2 separate regions of the Oryzias latipes genome follow, and region 1 is linked to region 2. A link is a contact called in public Hi-C data. All regions are on one chromosome and are shown on one strand. The core of a region is the stretch at or near the end of the contact, and the rest is flanking DNA. Distances in the headings are between cores, read along the strand shown.

Evidence for each region. A called contact is a pair of places that touch in the nucleus more often than the background predicts.
Region 1: a Hi-C map of embryo shows a contact between it and region 2, with 5 times the contacts expected there. The contact joins the promoter of pitx2 here to the enhancer-like site in region 2. A contact is called at or near these places in 5 of 5 Hi-C or Micro-C datasets (embryo, fibroblasts and gastrula embryo).

What each region holds. Positions count from the first base shown.
Region 1 is chr10:4,089,654-4,093,058 of ASM223467v1, reverse strand. It overlaps pitx2 (paired like homeodomain 2), which reads right to left and starts at 1,446. Exons shown (of 3, transcript NM_001122916.1): 1 at 1,078-1,446; 2 at 537-736. The coding sequence starts at 1,270.
Region 2 is chr10:3,935,345-3,938,754 of ASM223467v1, reverse strand. No RefSeq gene overlaps it. Among protein-coding and RNA genes, the nearest start is that of LOC111948055, 30 kb to the left of the region's middle. Within about 2 kb of position 1,809, at least 1 of the 8 cell types and tissues checked has an H3K27ac peak or open chromatin away from gene starts, as enhancers often do. A contact at or near this core is called in embryo, where this site is marked.

The DNA of each region.
Region 1 (3,405 bases), core at 197-2,696, 150 kb before region 2:
GAGCAGAGAATCCTCTTTTAATGAGATAGGAGCAGAATCCACATTGCCCCCCACCCCCAGCCCTCTCAGGAGCATCTTGACGTGGAGTGGATGTGTATTCCCCCACAAACACTCTGACCCTAATCTCACAGCCCGCAGTGACAATGGCCAAAATTCCAGCTTTGCGCCTCTTTCACGCGGACACAGAGCGCGCGTGGGTCTGTCAGCGATGACAGCAGCTTCTATTGTTAACGGGCTGCTGACGGACAGAAATAACACCATCCTGTTCGGAAAATCCGCGTGGAAAACTTTGAACCGCTGTAACATGATGTGCTTGGAGCTGGGATTTTGTGGACTGCAGATCAACATTCCAGCAGCAGAAAAAAATATTTATTTTCCTTCAGTGTCTATTTAAACAAGAATCAGATTATTTGTCTTTCAGCTAAAAACTATAATTATAAATAAATCCGTCGGGATTACTTGGACTGAATTCGGGCCTAAATCCACACATTTCCCTCTTTCATTTAGGAGCGTCGGTACCGGTGGGACCAGCTCACCCGGACTCGGGCCTCCGTCAGGTTGGTCCACACGGCTATCTCCTCCCTGGTGCTCATGTCGGGATAGCGGTTCCTCTGGAAGGTGGCCTCCAGCTCCTGCAGCTGCTGGCTGGTGAAGTGAGTCCTCTGCCGCCGCTGCCGCTTCTTCTTGGAGGGGTCGTCCGAAGAGTCGTCGTTTTTGTTTTGGATCTTCTCCTTTTCTGTGAGGACAGACAGTTCCATGAGGACACGAACAGAAATTTACGGAGGAAAGAATAGATCAACAAACATCACCGTATTATATTTTACTGAGATTTCAGGAATTTTCCTATATTTCAAACTTTGTTATTATATTTTTTTATAATCATAGACCCTACATTTTTATTTGAACATTTGAGCACCTTCACCCGCAAAGGCCAGAGCTATGATTTAAAAGATGAAGTAGCGCGCGCGCGTCAAAGCTCCCCGCTGTCGCTGCTGACAGCCATCTTTTCTTTGACATCTTCCAGGGCAGGAACAGGACCTGGACTTGTATCAGGACCGGGCACCGGGCGGTTCTTACCGACAGACTCCGGGCTTGACGTGTCCGACACGGCTTGCACCTCCAGCCGGTGTTTGGAATCCGCAGACCGCTGCAGCGGCTGCAAACTGGAGGCCATCGCTAGAGCGGTGTGCTGGGGGGACGTGAGTTTGTTCCCGGGGAGGTGGAGGTGGTGGGGCTGCTCTGTATTTAATGGATTCCTCATAGAGTTCATCGGTAGCGATCGCACGCGCTTACGCACAGGCAGGAAGTCTGGCGACGGCGCAGTTCGGCTCTCCAAATGACGCACGGCGCGCAGCTCCTCTGGTTCACGCGGAGCTGCAGGTCGCGTTAAAACAGAACATCGAGGTTCTCCATAACCTCCGTGGAGAATGCCGCAACCTGTTTCGACTGTCGGAGTGACAAGGACAGGTAGGCGATATTAGATCCAGAGACTCGCGCGCACTCCAAAGCTCACCTCTCATTTCAGCAGCTGCCTGTGCGCGTTGCCTGACCAACTGCGCCCCTCTCCCTGGCTCCACGTCAGCACTTTGCCCCTCCTACCGCCCCTCTGACAGGCGCGAGGATGTGATGGGCTCGTCAACCAACCAGAGCAGGAGTGTTTGTGCGTGGCGCGCGCGTGTTTTTCTCAGCCAAATAAACGCATGTAAAGAAAGAGGAGCCGCGTGGCGCTCCCGCGAGCCCGAAGCCAAATATAATCAAAATCAAAGATTTTATAAGGTGGTCACGAGGCTAAGCAAAGACAGACTGGGCCGCGCTGTGGACCCCCGTGTTTCTCCTGTAGTTTGCTCTCAGATGCAGCCGTGTGCGCGTAGTGCGTATATGTTCGTGACAACACGAGAATCCAACACAAACCGCTTCACGAGCATTGTACAGACACGCGCACGGACAACAGCAGAGCTCTGCAGCCCCACAATCTGACAGCTGACTCTCCCAGATGTGCACGCACGTCAGAAAAAGCACGTGCCTTCTCTGTACTTCAGAAAGATGCGCGCTGGTCCAGAAAAGACAGACAGGAATTTTAAAAAGGACAAATGTGTGAGTTTGAACGAAAAGTTGATCATTTACTTTATAGTCATTATTTTTATCCTTCCTATTATTATTATTATTATTATTATTATTATTATTATTATTATTATGTTTAGCCAACAAATGTCTGATGTACGAATAGAGGAAACGGAATTTAACAACTGAGATGCTTAGAGCCACAGGATCTGAGCTGTGTCTTTGCACAACAAATTAAAATAAAAATTTTGAAATTTGAATTACAACAATAAAAACTATGTAACTTTAATCCCTTCTGTGCATGCGCATTTATACCCAAAGTTATCCTTACTCGTGCGTAAAGACGGTGATGGATGATGTAGTGTCTGTCAGATGTCACGTTGTGAGCTCCTCTGTGGTTCGTCATTGTTTTCATAAAGTCTCTAACAATATTTCGCACCTTTTCCAAAACGCAGTAATCTGCTGCTCCTTCTTTTTTCTTAAAGCAAACCTGAAGTGGATTACTGCCCCCACTCCTCCAACCCCTCTTCATTTCTTCTAATGCTTTGTCTCCTTTCTGCGGATTACTGCTGCAACAGGCCCCCACCATAGAGGGCCATTAATTAGCAATTCCGTCAATACAGGGAGGGGGCTTTTTACATGGGATTAAGGAGACATCAGATTCCTCCATTAGTGTATTCCTCCTCACGAATGGGCTTTGGTCATACATTTAGTGTGTATGTCCATGTATGTCGCAGTGGCACAGCCTCCTTCCTGCGCGCACTTTTCATTCCATTCTTCTTCTTAATCAATGGCCGCTCACTCGGCGCAGCCGTGCGTCACCGCGGCCCATCAGCGCCGACTAAATGAGACTCTATGAGGGTTATTGGTGATTCATTTAGGGTAATAACAAGACCTGATGTCATTTCCCAACCGCCCCACACTTTAATGAATTCCTTCCGGGCCTTCCCGCTCCTCTGCACCGTTTTTAAAGATTTGATCTGAAAACCTAATCAGAATAACTGGCAACACTAACATCCACGACAAACGCGTCCGTGGATATTTAAAAGAACTATTTTATCATACATATAATCTGTGATCTTCCGGATGCATCAGTCACCTTCACCATGGCACCCCCTGCACCCCCAAGAAAATGCTGAGCGCCGCAGCGCGGACACAGTGACCGCCAGGGGTCGCTAACAGACAGCGAGAGACGCGGGTATGAGGGAAGCTGCTGGTCCCTGACCCGCACAGGCCCGCAAATGACCCGCACAGGCCCAGAGGACTTGAACAGACAGACAGACAGTTGAAATTCAACTCTGGAAGTGTCAAAGTTTCCGCAAGAGAACTGAACATTTTCATCCA
Region 2 (3,410 bases), core at 560-3,059:
TTGTTTTCTAGGAGAAAGCCCGCCCCCATGTCTCTCATCTATTTTTAAATATATTAATGGATTGTATTTATCTGCACTATTCCAGACGCTCAAAGTTCTTACAATGAGTCCATTATTCGTTCATACTTGGTGATGGTAACTACTGTTGTAGCCAAAGCTGCCCTGGAGCAGACTGACAGAGGCGTGATTGCCAGTTCGCGGCTACGGCCCCTCTGACCATCACCGGGACATTAATACACATTTACACACCAGTGGAGGCCGGGAGGGTGAGGTGTCTGGCCCAAGGACACAGCAACAATTAAATGGGGGGAGTGGGAGTGAGAATCGAGCCGCCGATCCTTCAATCATTGGCCAACCTGCTCAACCACCGGAGCTACTGTCACCCTATTTTTGCGCTCTCCCTTTAGCTTACAGCCCCTCACACCCCCAACCTAACATTACTGGTGCAACAAAAAATGGTGAGCAATACCAGAGCTATCCAGTCGCACAGTTTTCAAGGATTTGTCTGCAAGTGGATGCATCAGAATGGAGAGGAGCAGGGAGCTTGTGACCTGTGTATTATCTATGTAACAACTACAATCTTTTTCAAAAAGCATTCTATTTTATTCTATTCTATTTTTCTGCTCCTGATTTACAACAATTTGAGTAAAGCAATACTCAGAAATTCAATTTTAATCTTAATTTTCTTTATGTGTCCTTCATCATCAGAGAGATGCCACAAGCACATTTTAAAAACACCAAAAACACCATTTTCATCGGTCTTTAAATTAGTAATCATTTGAACTCCTTCCTGTTATTTAAAACCCTGAATGTATTTCAGTTTATTATATCCAGATCTTCTTGACTAAGACCTGTGAATACATATAAGTATAAGTCACATTTTGAGTTTTCCTAATGAAATTTTTCATCTTTGTGTCAGGTTTTAGTCCATTCTCCTGCATGTATGTTCTCTGTCACCAACGTTTTCCTCTCCGACGGATCTGACAAAACTCCATCCTGCTTCCCTGCTTTTAGGAGGTCCCTGGAACCCCCTTTGTCCTCTCAGAGGGGTATGCTGCTCTTTTGCCTTGCTGCCTTCTTAAACTTTTCTGGGTTTTGTTTGGTCACATTTTCATCCATGACTTAGTTTTCCTATAAGTCACGAATGTCCTTTTAAGATCTATCCATTTATCAGACCCTTTTGGAGCTCAAAGCTTGTTTTTGTCACAGAAGATTGCATATTTCCAGGAATGTGTTCCTGAAAAGGCTGTATATCAATATTGAAAATGTTTCTGTGCAAATCATTAAACTCCCTCTTTGCGCAACATTAAGCCTTTTCAAAACTGCATGTCCTTAAATGTGTCCTGACGTCTCGTGGTCAGACAGTGACAGCTGGAGCAGACTCACTTTGGTTTGCAGTCATTCACTGTCTGAGTTTCTGTGTGTGAAACGGAGAAAGTCCGGTTTTCTGCACAGAGTTAGCACAGCTGCATTCACATCTGCGGCCAAGGGAACTAAAATAAGCAGTCTCTGGAGTTTTCTCACTGCAGTCGTCAGAGGTACTCAAAGAGCTTTCATCACCGATCACCACAGCGATCTATCTGCATTCACACCAAAACCAGAGAAGAAAGAAAATGACAGTGGGATCACGGCTGCCCGCAAACGATGCCTCCAGCCTTGAAGTGCGAGTTGGACCCAGCATCAGCTGCCAGACAACCCGCTTGTTGGCAGAGTGAAGTGGAAACGCAGCTTGGTGTGAGGGGGAGGGAGAGGACGTTTGGTTTGTGCTCTGCTGGCTGTGGATGGCTCCATGCTCCTCTCAAATGTCATTCAACACGGCCCAGCTCCCCTCCAACCAGGAGCTGAAACTGTAGCCTGTACTTTGGGAGCGTGGTTATTTATGTACCTGCCATGAATTTTCACTCAAGCTCACCATGTACCAAAACGCTCCACATCTCCCCCAAAACCCTCTGGAACAAGACAGAAAACCGCAAGAAGCAGCAGACTCCAGAGACTCGCCGTGTGTTGAGTTATGAATTCAGTGTATGCCGAGCAGAAGTGTAGCTGCGCGTCTGCCGGCTGAGCCGTGTTTGTGAGGAGCTCTGAGAAAATAAACACGCCAATCCTCCTCTAAGACCACAATCAATCTTATGGGGTAGTCGGTTGGATTTGCATGATAAAAACAATCAGATTTGTGGTTTTCGGAGACGATTGCTCGTGGTATCCGATGCCCACTGCTTTTCACAGCTAATGCTAATGCATTATCCACAACTGCAAATTCAGGATCACACTCTGGCTTCAGAATCCATTAACAGTCTATTCTTATTGGAGAAAGAAATTTCAAGCACTGTGATGTTACTCCATCAGCTTATCCCGTTCCAGCAAAGCAAAACGGAGCTGAAAATGCAGCATCGCTGACAGAGAGAGCCTAATCCAGTGATTGGTTTTACCTTATCACACAACTTAAGGAGTGTACACTTCTAAGCTGACGGATTGAACCTCTGTTCGATACAGGTTTGCAAAACTGAATCTGTTGAGCCTCACAGATTTGATATGGGTATTTAAAGCTCTGCACGGCATTAACCACAGAGCACAACAAATAGCCCGCCTTTTAACAGGGCTGGGGAATCCCTCGGCCAGTTGGGATGCAAATTGAAATGATCCAAGAGCGGATTGAAGAGGTGAGGGTGGGCTCGCATGCGGCTGCAAAGGTGGATGAGGGAGCAGCGAGGAGATGTGTATGCTTCCAACCTCCTCACTAAGCAGTGTGGCATCAGGGTGGACATCACAGTTGCTCCTTCATCTGAGGAGCTGATGGTTCTTTCTGCAGCCGCATTGATCAGACAGCTCCTATAGATGATACAGTTGATCAGAGGATCTGATGCAGAGTTTGTTCTGATTCTTCCCAGTGTAAACTGTCAGGAAGCCACTAACTGATGACACTGAGGGGGTGGAGGGTGCTCACTTTTCATCAGTGTAATTAAAGTGGCATAAATGAACAGAGTGGACTTAAGAGGAAGAAGACATCTTGACCCTGTTAATCAAGGCTGGAGTGATCAGCCTAACTGGATTTAATCGCCTTCTGCTGCTTTCTTTCAGCAGTAATTTGAAGTGGAGCGTCTGCGCGGGGCGCCAGGCGCTGTTGGCCCATTAAAAGCTGAGAAACTGCTCCGTTTGTTTGCTTGTTTACTTATTTATCCGCTCACTGTGGATGGGGGTGTGGGCAGCTGCTGGTGTGGGGGTGCACTCTGAGGGTGACTCATGATTGGGAGTGAAGTCAATGCAGAGACTATAAAGAAAGCAGCTTCCCTCTCTGGGGTGTGGTGGGCTTTAAGGGATTTCACATACAACTTTAAAGAGGCCGAGTTTGAAATCCGAGGATATTCTTTAAATCACACGGGAGGCTCATTGTTTTCAAGGCTTCCCCTATA